3 separate regions of the Mus musculus genome follow, and regions 2 and 3 are each linked to region 1. Evidence: chromatin contacts called from public Hi-C and HiChIP or PLAC-seq data. All regions are on one chromosome and are shown on one strand. The core of a region is the stretch at or near the end of the contact, and the rest is flanking DNA. Distances in the headings are between cores, read along the strand shown. Region 1 holds the start of Elovl6 (ELOVL family member 6, elongation of long chain fatty acids (yeast)). Region 2 holds the start of Camk2d (calcium/calmodulin-dependent protein kinase II, delta). Region 3 holds the start of Ank2 (ankyrin 2, brain).

What was found. Hi-C and Micro-C count contacts between places; a contact is called where the count stands out from the background. HiChIP or PLAC-seq counts read pairs in DNA pulled down with a chosen protein or histone mark.
Region 2: a contact with region 1 is called in a Hi-C map of B cells, with 5 read pairs. The contact joins the promoter of Camk2d here to the promoter of Elovl6 in region 1. A contact is called at or near these places in 1 of 39 promoter capture datasets (pre-B cells) and 1 of 484 Hi-C or Micro-C datasets (B cells).
Region 3: a contact with region 1 is called in an H3K27ac HiChIP or PLAC-seq map of embryonic stem cells, with 6 times the contacts expected there. The contact joins the promoter of Ank2 here to the promoter of Elovl6 in region 1. A contact is called at or near these places in 1 of 39 promoter capture datasets (hippocampal neurons), 2 of 115 datasets of contacts at active chromatin or transcription factors (both in embryonic stem cells) and 1 of 9 other capture datasets (adipose tissue).

What each region holds. Positions count from the first base shown.
Region 1 is chr3:129,530,669-129,534,468 of GRCm38.p6, forward strand. Elovl6 (ELOVL family member 6, elongation of long chain fatty acids (yeast)) reads left to right here and starts at 1,718. Exons shown (of 5, transcript NM_130450.2): 1 at 1,718-1,827; 2 at 1,980-2,100. The coding sequence starts at 2,012. It overlaps Gm35986 (predicted gene, 35986), which reads right to left and starts at 1,720. Exons shown (of 3, transcript NR_153368.1): 1 at 1,589-1,720; 2 at 391-496.
Region 2 is chr3:126,595,310-126,599,109 of GRCm38.p6, forward strand. It overlaps Camk2d (calcium/calmodulin-dependent protein kinase II, delta), which reads left to right and starts at 1,642. Exons shown (of 21, transcript NM_001346635.1): 1 at 1,642-2,195; 2 at 3,757-3,800. The coding sequence starts at 2,131.
Region 3 is chr3:127,497,363-127,501,162 of GRCm38.p6, forward strand. It overlaps Ank2 (ankyrin 2, brain), which reads right to left and starts at 1,753. Exons shown (of 48, transcript NM_001327938.1): 1 at 1,306-1,753. The coding sequence starts at 1,377.

The DNA of each region.
Region 1 (3,800 bases), core at 468-2,967:
GGCAATACCTCTTTCATTCCAGCACAAGGGAGGCAGGGGCAAGGAGAGCTATGAGTTGGAGGCCACACTGATTGATCTATTGCTCTACTGTGCAATTTCCAGGATGGCCAGGGATACACAGAGAATCAAAAAACAAAAACAAATAAAAAACCCAAACAAAAACAAAAACAAATGACATTAAAAACCCAGGGTGTCATTCTATCTCCTTGGCTGACCTGGATCTTGTTACTAGACCAGGCTAATCTCAAACTCACAAAAATCCACATGCTTCTGACTCCAGAGTGTATTAGGATTAAGGACATACCCACCCCCCAATTAAGGACATACCCCACCCTTTTAAGACTTGGGGGGCAGGGGAAGCAAGGATGTCACTGTGAAATTCAGACTCACCTCAAATTTCTGGCAATTTTACTAGCACCAGTCTTCCCGCCTCAGCCTCCAGTGTCTTCCTGAGATGATCTGACTGCATGAAATGCCCTCGCCTCATTTTAGTTGGCTGGTAGGTGAGGAAATGAACATCTTAGAGGGTATTTTCTCTCTGGTCCTAATGTACATCTTTAAACTAATAGGTTCTTAGCTGGGCTGTGGTGGCCCGAACCTTAGTCCCAGAACTTGTGAGTGAGGCAGAGGCAGGCAGATCTCTGAGTCTGAGACCAGCCTGGTTTACAGAGCCAGTTCCAGGGCAACAAGGGCTACACAGAAAAATCATGTCTCGAAAAGCCAAAAGCACCTAAAAAACCCAAACCAAACAAACAAAAAAACCCAATCTTGAAAATCACAAACATTTAAAAAACAAACAAACAAACTAATAAGTGTTGATCAGTATCTTTTGTTGGATCTAAATATTATATTATTAGGTACCTTATTGTCTCTTACTTCCTTCTTCCTTTTAGGACTAGAAAATACCATCCTCCAGAAAAATAAGGAGTATTTGGGAATGGTTGCTGTGAGCTGGTAGCCCAGGGGGAGGATTAGCATTACATAAATCCCTCTCCTACATTAATCTTTTCTTCCTAATTTCACAAGAATAAGGCAGAACTAAAGTAAAGCAGATAGATAAAGTTTTGGTATTTAGATCAGTAGGCCTAATTCTGTATGCCAAATTCCCTTCCTTTGTTCATTAATATCCCCTCCTGGTAGCCAAACCCTCTACCTAACTTCTGCCTCCTAGTCAACCTTGACTTCCCAGGTCCTCATCCTCAGCATCCTGTCTGCACGTGGTCTTAGTTCCGAAGGCTACCTGGCCCTAAGGTCAAGGTAAATCCGCGCCCAAGCTGCCCGGTGGAGGTGGTCTCAGAGGGTGCTGCGGGATCGAGGTAGTGAGGAGACTAGATCGCAAGACGTGATCCTCACATTTATTTGCCTGGAGTTCTCATGCCAGAGAACCTGGCAGATTTTACTATTTCCCAATTGTTTACTCGCCAAGCTTTCAGGTCCACGCGCCTCAGGGCTGCGCCTCTCACTCTGAAACTTCATTCAAAGGCCAGGCAGGGAGGCCCAAGAGGTGGCGAATGGGCTTGAGTATGACCTCAAGGCCACTTCCTCCCTCTTGGCGCCCTTCCCTCCCCTCCCCCAGTCCACCAACCACCTTCTTGTAAACAAAACTATCCCCCAGGGCGATGGGAGGTCTTGCTCTTCTGCGCCCTCTCGCGCAAAGGGTTAATTTTCCCGATCGCACGAGGGGGAGGAGATTTCCCTGTAGACGAGTAAAAAGCGTGATGGACAAACGTGCGGGCACTAAGACCGCAAGGCATTCATTTCCTCCTACGGTGGATGCGGACGCTGGGAGGAGAGCCCCTGAGCTAGGAGCTGGGAGCAGAGGCGCAGGCAATGCTCAACCCTGGATGTAGCTGAGAGGCTGGGAGAGAGATCGGCCAGGAGACTGACGGCGGGGCAATACCTAGGGGGGTGGGAGGGGGAAGCAGACAGGAGAGCACTCAAAATAAAAGGCTCTTTACAGATTTTTTTATTTTGTATAGAGAACACGTAGCGACTCCGAAGATCAGCCCCAATGAACATGTCAGTGTTGACTTTACAAGAATATGAATTCGAAAAGCAGTTCAACGAGAACGAAGCCATCCAATGGATGCAGGAAAACTGGTAGGTGATGCTTTCGCGAGATACTATTCCCGGGAGTGCATTAATGTCGGTATTCCTGGTCTGAGCGTGAGCGGAGCGACGGATGGATTGCCGGCAGTAGCCAGCAGATCGCGGAGTTCCAGGGTCTCATGTCTGCAGGAGACTCTGAAGCTGCATGGAAGCGTGCGGTTTGGGGGGTGCTCTGTGTGAGCCGCGGCCACGCGGGCATCTTTGTGTAGATTATATAACATAGAACATATAATATGTGTACCTGTAATAATATACGGGAGACAGAGGCATGTTACAATCCAGCTATCCCACCTGTGTTGTCTCCCTGCTTTCGCTTAGATTTGGGGGTTCTGCTTGGCCTCCCGCAACTGGAGCGTGCAAGGCAGTGGAGGGAGGACCCGGTCTCCGCTCCCTTTAACCCTCTTCAGCCCGCCTCTCTCTGGTCCTTTCCCTCTCCCCATCCCTCGTGTCCTTCCTTTCTCCTTGTAGTTCTTCCACTTTACTGCCCTCCCTTGACTGCCGCCTCCAGCCGTAGATGCCCAGGGTCCAGGACCCCTTCCCCACTCAGATTACTTTCCGGTTTCATAAAGACATCGGGGAGGAGGGGACAATGAAAACTGCAATAAAAATGAATGAACCCGAGCAAGTGGAGCCACGCCATTATTAAGTTTCTGTGTAAAGGAAACGCCTTTTGGACACGCTTCTCCGCGTGGAGCAGCAGTTTAAGTACTGGAAGGCTCCTGCCAGGGCAGTCTCGGAGGTCTTTCCCCAGAACTTCGAATCCGGGAAAACATCTTGTTTACTGAGTTCCTCCGGTCAGTCTTCTGAAAAATCCCCGTGTGGGAGGCGATCCGGTGTCACCTTGCAGTATTTTAAGAAGGGAGCTCCCTCCTTCCCGTAGACCGTGCTGTGGTTGGAGATGTTTCCCTCCGGTTTAGTGCGAGCCCCCTCGATCTCCCCACCCCCACCCCACCCCCTCTGCGCCGCGGCCGGCCCTCGGGGGGCTTCCGGGCTCCGGGAGGTTCCGCTGCCGCGTGCGAGGGCGCTCGCGACCTGCCTTCCCTCCCTCCATTCATCAATGGGAAACCGGAGACGCCGGCGCTCCCGGGCTGGAGCGGGTGGTGGCAGCCGCCGGGGGTTCGCCTTCTCCAGCCCGATCCCGGGCTTGCTGCTCCCGCCCCTTCTCGCCCGCGGGGAGCGCGCCCACCCTTGGCCTTCAGCTTGCGAGCTGGGCCCTTGGGCGGTTTACGGCGGCGGCCGGGCGGAGCCGAGACTCCGGGGCGCGCGAGTTCGGGCCGCGGCATGGCGGCTGCCTGGAGGCCCTGAGCCCCAGAGCCAGCCTGGTGCGGTCGCCGGCGTGCTCCTGGACACCGAGGACGCGGGCCTGGGTCCCGAGCGCGATTACACCCCCGGGGAGTCTGGATCGCCCCGTAAGGGGGAGGCCATAGGGAGGCCCGAGCGCTGCAGGAAGCCCAGCCCCCTCGGGCTGGCGTTCGGGGGGTCCTAGCGGTGCACTTCCTCCCGTTAGGGGCTTGGGGGGGAGGGGGGGCTGTGACCCGAGCTCAACCTGCCAACCTAGGGCTCCGATCTTCTCTGAGACCATTTGTCACCGTCCCTTGCAGGGCTCTAGCCTGCCTTCCTGCCTTCCTCCTCCAGTAGCCCGCAGCTCGCGTCTCTAGCTTGCTGCATCCCGGTTGGGCCTGTCATTCCGG
Region 2 (3,800 bases), core at 392-2,891, 2.9 Mb before region 1:
AGAGGCCCCCAGGTAGGAACAATACAAGACAAAGCGGGACGTGTGCTGATCCCACGTGCTTGGCAACGTCAAAAATCAGCACTAGGAATCTAGTGCGTGGGCAGAATATCAAATGATGTAAGTAAAATTGAAGGGAAAATTATAGTAAAACAGGCCAGTAAATGACATTTTCATGGGCAAAACAATGCAGACATTGAATGATGACTAAATTCAAAAAGTATTTTCTTGTGTTGAGTGGGAGAGGGCTATTAGAAGTATGAGTAATATTTGCAAAATCTATAACAAAAAAAAGCATTTAAAAATTATATGGCCGTCTGAGTACTTCAGTTCAAAGGCCACTCAGCATTCTTTAGAACAGGGAATAAAAGAACCTGCAAAGTAGTAACTTATAGCCGCCCTAAAAGCATGTACAGGCTCCCTAACTGAAAGTTATCTATCATCTTCCCACTGTGAAATTTTAAGTGCACGATGTGATTCTAAGCACGAGCACATAAGCAATAGAAATGCAGGATTTTATGGTTTCCTGCTGTAGAACAAAAAGCAACAGTCTGAAGAAAATTTTTTAAAAGTTCATGATGCGTCTCTATTTTCCGTAGGCCTCTAAATCTGCAATTGCCTCGTTTATTAAAGACTCAGAAGTGAAAAGAAGGCTCAGAAATGATCTTAGCCACCACTTACACCTTAACCCATCTTACATGCTAATTTTTTTTCTCCATGCTAATTTTTAAGCAACAGTGTCAGATATGCTTAACTGTACACACGTTCTTGAACTCTTAAATGGTTTTCCAGATAGCCACTGAGGGAGTACACTCCTGTGCCCCTACTTGGCCTGCTCTTTGAGAATGCAGGTAAAGAACTCCCACCCTCCCTCTCCCTTCTCCCTCGGCAACGCGAAACAGGCTAGGCACGCTCACGTGACGCTAATGACGTCAGCCCCCTCTGGGTCGCGTGACCCACAGCCAACCTTCCTACCGCCCCACCCCCTCGCCACTGGCGTGGGACATCTCGCGAGAAGCCTTCTTACTATCAGAACTTGCTGAGGTTACAGGGGAGTTACTCTGGAGAGGAAGGAAGGTGTGGCAGAGTGGTGCACTTTTGGGTTTCATTATGTTAGAGTTTATGATCAAGCAAATGCTTATGGGGATCGCCCTAGTCGGGAAAAGGGGAGAGAAGGGCGAAGACGTGACAGTAAAAACTGAAGCGAAACGTGGTGCCCTGACCATCTTTGCCCCTAGCTAAGGGACAGCCGGGCGCAGCAGAGGTGGCCAAGGCTGGCAGCCCCAGGCAGTAGCTGCGAGCCGGGGGACGTTGGACCCGGGTCTGGGAGCAGTAAACGCGAACCGCGCCCAGATGCAAGGGTTGCTTCCCTCTCTCGGCTTCCCCGGCCTCGCGGCCATCCCGCCCGGGTAGAGGCATCCGGGTTGTGGGAGCTTCGAGTGGTCTCTCATCTTTCCGCCCTTCGTGGGTCACTGCGACATCTCAGTCCCGTCCCCTTAAGCGCGCTCCCTGCTGCTCCGCGCATCTCCCTTCGGTCTCCCTAGACGGCTGCGGGAGAGCAGCCCGAAGGGACGCGGCTGGAGTCGCTAGAGGGAGGTGTGGGGCCGCCGAGGAGGGGGCTTCGCTGGGCGGGGAGAGGAGGGAGGAGGCGCCGGGGAGGAGCCGCGGCTGCCAGCTTCGCCCGAGCCGAGCGAGCGCACTCTGTCGCCCCGCGGGTTCCCAGCCTTGCGGCCCCGTGGAGAGGAGGGAGCGCGGGCCACCAGCGCCTCCTCTGCCCGCTGGAACGACCGGCTGGGTGTTCACTCGGCCGCTGCCGCCCGCCACTCCGGGCGCTGCGTTGAGCTCTCCGTGCGGCCTCGGTGACCGCGGCAACCCCTCCTGACACCTCTCCCCCGCCCCTTCGGGAGCCCTCGGCCCGGCCACCGCGGCGGGAGGAGGAGAGGACAAGGGATCGCGGAGCGGGCTGGTCTGGCCACCTCGCCCCGCGCGCCCCGCCCCTGCGCGCACTCCCTCGCCGGCGAGCTACTTTCGGACACGGAAAGTGAGGGCGGCCCCGGGTGACAGCGCGGCGGCGCCAGTCCCGGGAAGCCAGGTCTGTTCGCGTGTCGCCCGTCGCACTGTCCAGACCCCGCCATGGCTTCGACCACCACCTGCACCCGGTTCACCGACGAGTATCAGCTCTTTGAGGAGCTCGGAAAGTAAGCGTCCCTGCCTGGCATCTCCTCCTCCCCACGACCCCTCGTCTCCCTCGTGGGGATAGAGAGCCTGCGGGCCGAGGCGGGGAGACGGACCCTGGCTTGGTGCGGGTGGGGCACACAGGGAAGGAAACCTTTGCCCTACTGTGGCGGGTGCTCCGAATTCCCAGCCCATCTTCTCGGGTCCTCCACCTCTCCACGGGGGACTTAGTGAATTTATGATCTCTGCAGTTGTAGCTGTCATCCTGAGAAGTGTGCGCGCACGCGAGTGCGAATGTGTGTGTATGTGTGTTCGGAGAGGAAAGGAGATGCATGTAAAATGCAACATTTATCACATTTTTGGTAAATAGATGTCTCTTGCTCAGCCCGCGCTGTATCTGCGATCTGACCCAGGTTCGGATGAGCTAACGAGAGAACACTCGCTCTCTGAGATGGTGCCATATTTATCGATGCCGAAAGTTCAACTTGGCTTGGTGGAGAGTCTGGTTCGGCATCCAAGTAGTTGTTCCGTTCAGGAAAAGGGCCACCCAACAGAACCCACGTCCCTGCCATGTATCCGCTATCCTTCTTTGCACTAAGATGAGTCGCTCACCATCATTCTAGGATTTAGGTGTACATCGTCTCTGAGAGGATTTATTTATCCAGGCAGAGGAAAGCCCTAGAGCCCGAGAGAGCGTTTCCCCAGGGTAGCCTAGCTTGTGTAAAACGACCTCCTCCACTGAAGTGGCAGGACTTCCTTGAGATGTTAAGGAGGGACAGGGTACCTACTGAAGATCTGCACAGGGGCAACTAGAGACTCAGTCAGGAGGGAGTGTTGGTTTACCGAGCATCAAACCCCAAACCTATCGCTAATTTCCACTATCAGGGAAGGGATGCATTTGTGTGTGTGTGTGTGTGTGTGCTGTAGGTTTCCTTACAGTTGCATAAAAGGAAGTGTGAGCACTTTTAAATCAAATGAAAATGATATCTTTATAGATGATCTGCTGTTGAAACATGGAGTATGTCGGAAGAGCAGCTTAATTTAAATCTCTCCCCTCCCCCCAAGCCCAAACCAGGCAGAGAGAAATCACCTTACCCCAGAACCTGTTAAAGCACACCAGTGAGCTCGAGATTTATGTTTTAATGAAAACAATCGCCATATTTACTTAGTTGGAACCACGTTAATTATGTTTCCTACCGAAATAAACAGTTTTTTTTTTTTTTTCTTCTGTTCCCCAGCTCGGTCCTTTGCAGGGTTTGCTATGAGCATTTGGTGTTTTGTGAGTGTGAATTACAAATTGTTTTCAAATTTCATGTGCAAAAAAGAGTGGTCATAATTGGCATTACCTTCTATTTTGTTGATTAATAATCTGCGTGTTTCCAGTCAATTAAAAACGACTTTCATTCCACAACATTAAAAAAGATCTGGGCTGGCAGGAAAGAATTGTTTATTTTCTAGATAATGCTTTTATTATGTTGCTATTTGACAGACCACTAAAGGTTCATGAAACCGCTCAGATTTGTGAGTTTGCAAGTGGATACTAGATCTGATTATACTGACGACTTGCTAATTATTGGTTTCCAGGGGGGCGTTCTCAGTGGTGAGAAGATGTATGAAAATCCCTACTG
Region 3 (3,800 bases), core at 503-3,002, 2.0 Mb before region 1:
TTGGAAACAGACTGACATAAAAAGAAATTCTCGTTAAATTTTAGGTATTACATTTAAAACCTCCATTAAAAGAGTATACCGTAATGCAACTCTACCTAGAGATATCAGGGGCCAAATGAGACAAAGACCTTGTTAAGTGTTAACCAAATTTTCCTATCATCCATTCATAAATTAGGGGGTTCTGAGTGTTCTTCAAAAAGTTCACAGTACTAGGAAAGACAGCATTCCCTTCTGTTGGGAATTACCTTTCTGTCTAATAGTAACTATATAGTTACTCTGTTTCTAAATAGGAATCCAGTTCTCTTTGGTAGTTCCTTCCTTGCCATTAGCAAATCACATCTCAGAATAAAATGCCATCTGAACAGGCAGGAGGGCAACCTTCCACTGTGAGGACCTAAGAGCTAAGTGAGGAGGAGGTCCTGGCTATGGTGGCAGGTGCAGAAAGCCTAGCCATGAAATCTCAGACCACTAGGGAGTGGAGTACCACGCTCCCAACCCCGTCAGCCCCCACCACACTTAATTTTTAGAGATAGGGTCTTAACTATGTAGCCCCAGTTGTCCTGGGATTTCCTAGGCAGACCAGGCTGACCTCAAACTCACATGGACTCTCCAGCCTCAGCCTCTGTAGTGCGTGGGCCGCCATGCCGGAGGACCACTACTCCCTTTTAAAATTATTAAAGTATATATAACATAGACAGAAAAATAGGACTTATTCAAACAGCCAGACAAGTGGGCAAGCCCTTGTTGCGGTGCTGGAGGGCTGGGCAAACTGTGAGTATCGATGCAGGGCGAGCATGAATACCTTCCCTACCACTACATGACTGCAGTTGTTGGGGTAGCCGTGTTGAAAGTTGAAGTCCCTTCTCTCCTGTGGGTGAGAAGCCAGCATTTGCAGCCACCCCTGGCAAAGGTCCTAAGAAAACTCCATTCAGGGCTACAGCCCCATCCTAGCACCCTGAGTGGCTTCTAACGGTATAGCTCTGCAGTGGGTCATGTGACAGCTGGGTGTGTGCCTCCTTGCAGCGCAGAGAGATCAGTTTGCGGGTGTGCCTGAGTGTGTACGGACAGAAGTTACACGCCTGGTTTAGGAAGGCGCGCGCGTGGGGGTTGGGGGGTTGAGGGGGCGTGAGTGCAAAGTGGACGTTGAAAAAGGTTTCAGGAATACTCCTGGGCCAGGCGAAGTGCACAAGCTCGCATGAATGGGTTCCCTGTGGGGCCAGCCCCTGTCCCCTGAAGTCGATGTCCCGGTCCTTGGGGGAGGCGAGGACCTGGGGGACAACCCCCCCCCCGGCACCCAGCACCCACCTGACGGATCCGCGGGGGGTTCTGCGGGGTGCAGGCCCCTCCCTCCGGGCCAGGGGAGGTGGGAGAAGCCATGTCCACGCTCTCGGAACTCCTTCCCTCGGTCAAGTCCGGCTGTCCCGCGTGTCCTCGTCTCTTCCGCTCCCGGCCTGCGGCGTTCGGGCTCACCCGGGGACCCGCGTGCTTCTAGGCGACCGCAGAAGGTCGGCCTTGGCCGCGATCGCCCGTGGAGACCTGCTGCCCGAGCCCACCTACCTCTGCGCGAGGTGCCGTGGGGCCATGGTGCGCCGAGTGGGCTGCGGGCTGGGCCGGCGACAAGCGCTAAGCGACTGCTGCTGGTGGCGCGGGGAGAAAGAGGAGGGCTTCTTCCTTCGCCGCGCGCCGGGAGAGCGATGAGCTCATGGACAGCTCCCAGAAATATGTCTATATGCACCACTGCCTGCCGGAGCTCGCGAGGTGGGTGGGGATAAGAAGCTCGGCTGCGCTCCCGCAGCCCGGGAGACGTCCCCCGGGAGGCCCGGCTGCTGCTCCTCCCTGCCCCGCGCGGGCCCGCTCCGCTCCCATTCACTCTCACACCCGCTACACGCCAGATCTCCTGTCCGCGTGGGCGAGCCACCCACCCACCTCTAGCGCATTCTTTGTCCTTCCAACCACTCCCTCCCAATGAGGAACAAGTCATTTATATGAAGTGACCAGAATGTGGAATACCTCTGTGACCTTAGCTCCTGTCCAATGTGAACTGAGGAGGGTGAAATGTCACAATCTGTGTATCTTTCACGCTTTGGGCGTTTCCTCTTCCCCACCTTTTCCTTGATGAGAAAGAGCCTTCCAGCTACTCTTCCCGGTGATGACTTGGCTGCCTTTTCTCTAAGGTACCCTGAACACTTGCATAGATCCTGAAAGAGTTGGGACCCAAAGGACCAGGTTTAGCAGACCGGCGCAATGGCTGTGGCACAAGTCATGCGTGCTGCGGGATGGCTGGCCTACTTTGCGTTGCTGCTTCCCTGGAATAAAGCTGGAACTACCAGGAGTAGGGAAAATCGCCATCCAAGTACCTCTTTAGTGATGTCCCACTGAGATGGAAATTTCATTTGTTTGTTTTTAATAGCAGCAAGAGCTGGAATGTAGCTCAGTATATCACATATTTGCTTGCTATGAATGAAGCCTTGGGTGCGATCCCCAGCTATGGATAAACTAGGCGTGGCTGTGCATGTCTGCCGTCCCAGTACTTGGGAGGCAGAGATGGAAAAATCAGAAGTTCAAGGTCATCTTTGGCTCTACAGTGAGTTCGAGGCCAGCTTGTGGTACATGGGACCATGTATAAACAAACAAACAAACAAATAAATAAATAAAATCTAGCAAAATGACTTTCATGAGACGAGTTGTCCTCTCTCCTGCCATTTATTTTCCATTTCCTATGAATCTCCACACGGATATATCTCCAGCTTTAACAAAAGAGAGCCGAGCTCCATGGTCCGTGCCTGGAGTCCCAGCACGGTTAGACTGAGCCAAGAGCATCCTTGCACAGAGGGACTAGGGGACAAGCTGGTTACCATGAGAAGACACAAATGGTCCTGCAACCCAGATGGACAAATCCTCAGAAATATCACTAATTATTGATGCTCTTGGGTCCCAAATTTGATCATCTGTAGATCTTATTGATTTTTACAGTTCAATCATATCTGCATTTTCTCTATTCTTCTCATTCACACCACCATCATGGCTCAACATTCTAATACACACAGCATAAAACCGGGCTGCATGTTCGCACCTGTGCACTGCACAGCTTGAAACAGATCTAGAAAGAGAAATGTCGTGTCTGGGACACGACAGCCTGCCCTGCCTTTCCCATCTTCCTTACTGCATCCCTTCTGTGCACTTTGCTCCTCTTGATGGGATTTGTATTCACTTGTTTATCCTTTGAGGCTCACCTAGGACTTGAAGGCAGAGTCCACGAGAGCACGGCCGAGCACCTTTGGATATTATTATATCCAGAAAATGTTAAAGATCCGAGAATCGTTGCTAAGCTTCTTTGGAAGGTGAGCACCTTTGGATATTATTATATCCAGAAAATGTTAAAGATCCGAGAATCGTTGCTAAGCTTCTTTGGAAGGTTGGGAAGCCATGCTTTGACTTCTAGTTGATAACTTAAAAGCACAAACTTTTTCTACGTGTTACAGTTTCTCAAGTGCCCATTAGAAATTATACATGTCTGGGCTTGGGGTGGGGGATAGCTCGGTGATATCATGCTTGCCTAGAATGTGCAAGGCAACGCTAATGGATATAGTGCTGAGGACGTAGCTCAGGTTTATCATTGCAACTGCTTGTGCCTCCCTCTCCATTAAAAGAAACTCAAGCCCTCACCTAGGTTTGGTGGCATACACATATAACCCCCCCCCCCACACACACACACACAAGATATAGAGGAAAATCAAGGTCACCCCCAATGTTTGAGGTCAGCCTGGGCTACATAAAACTCTATCTTAAGGAAAATAAGT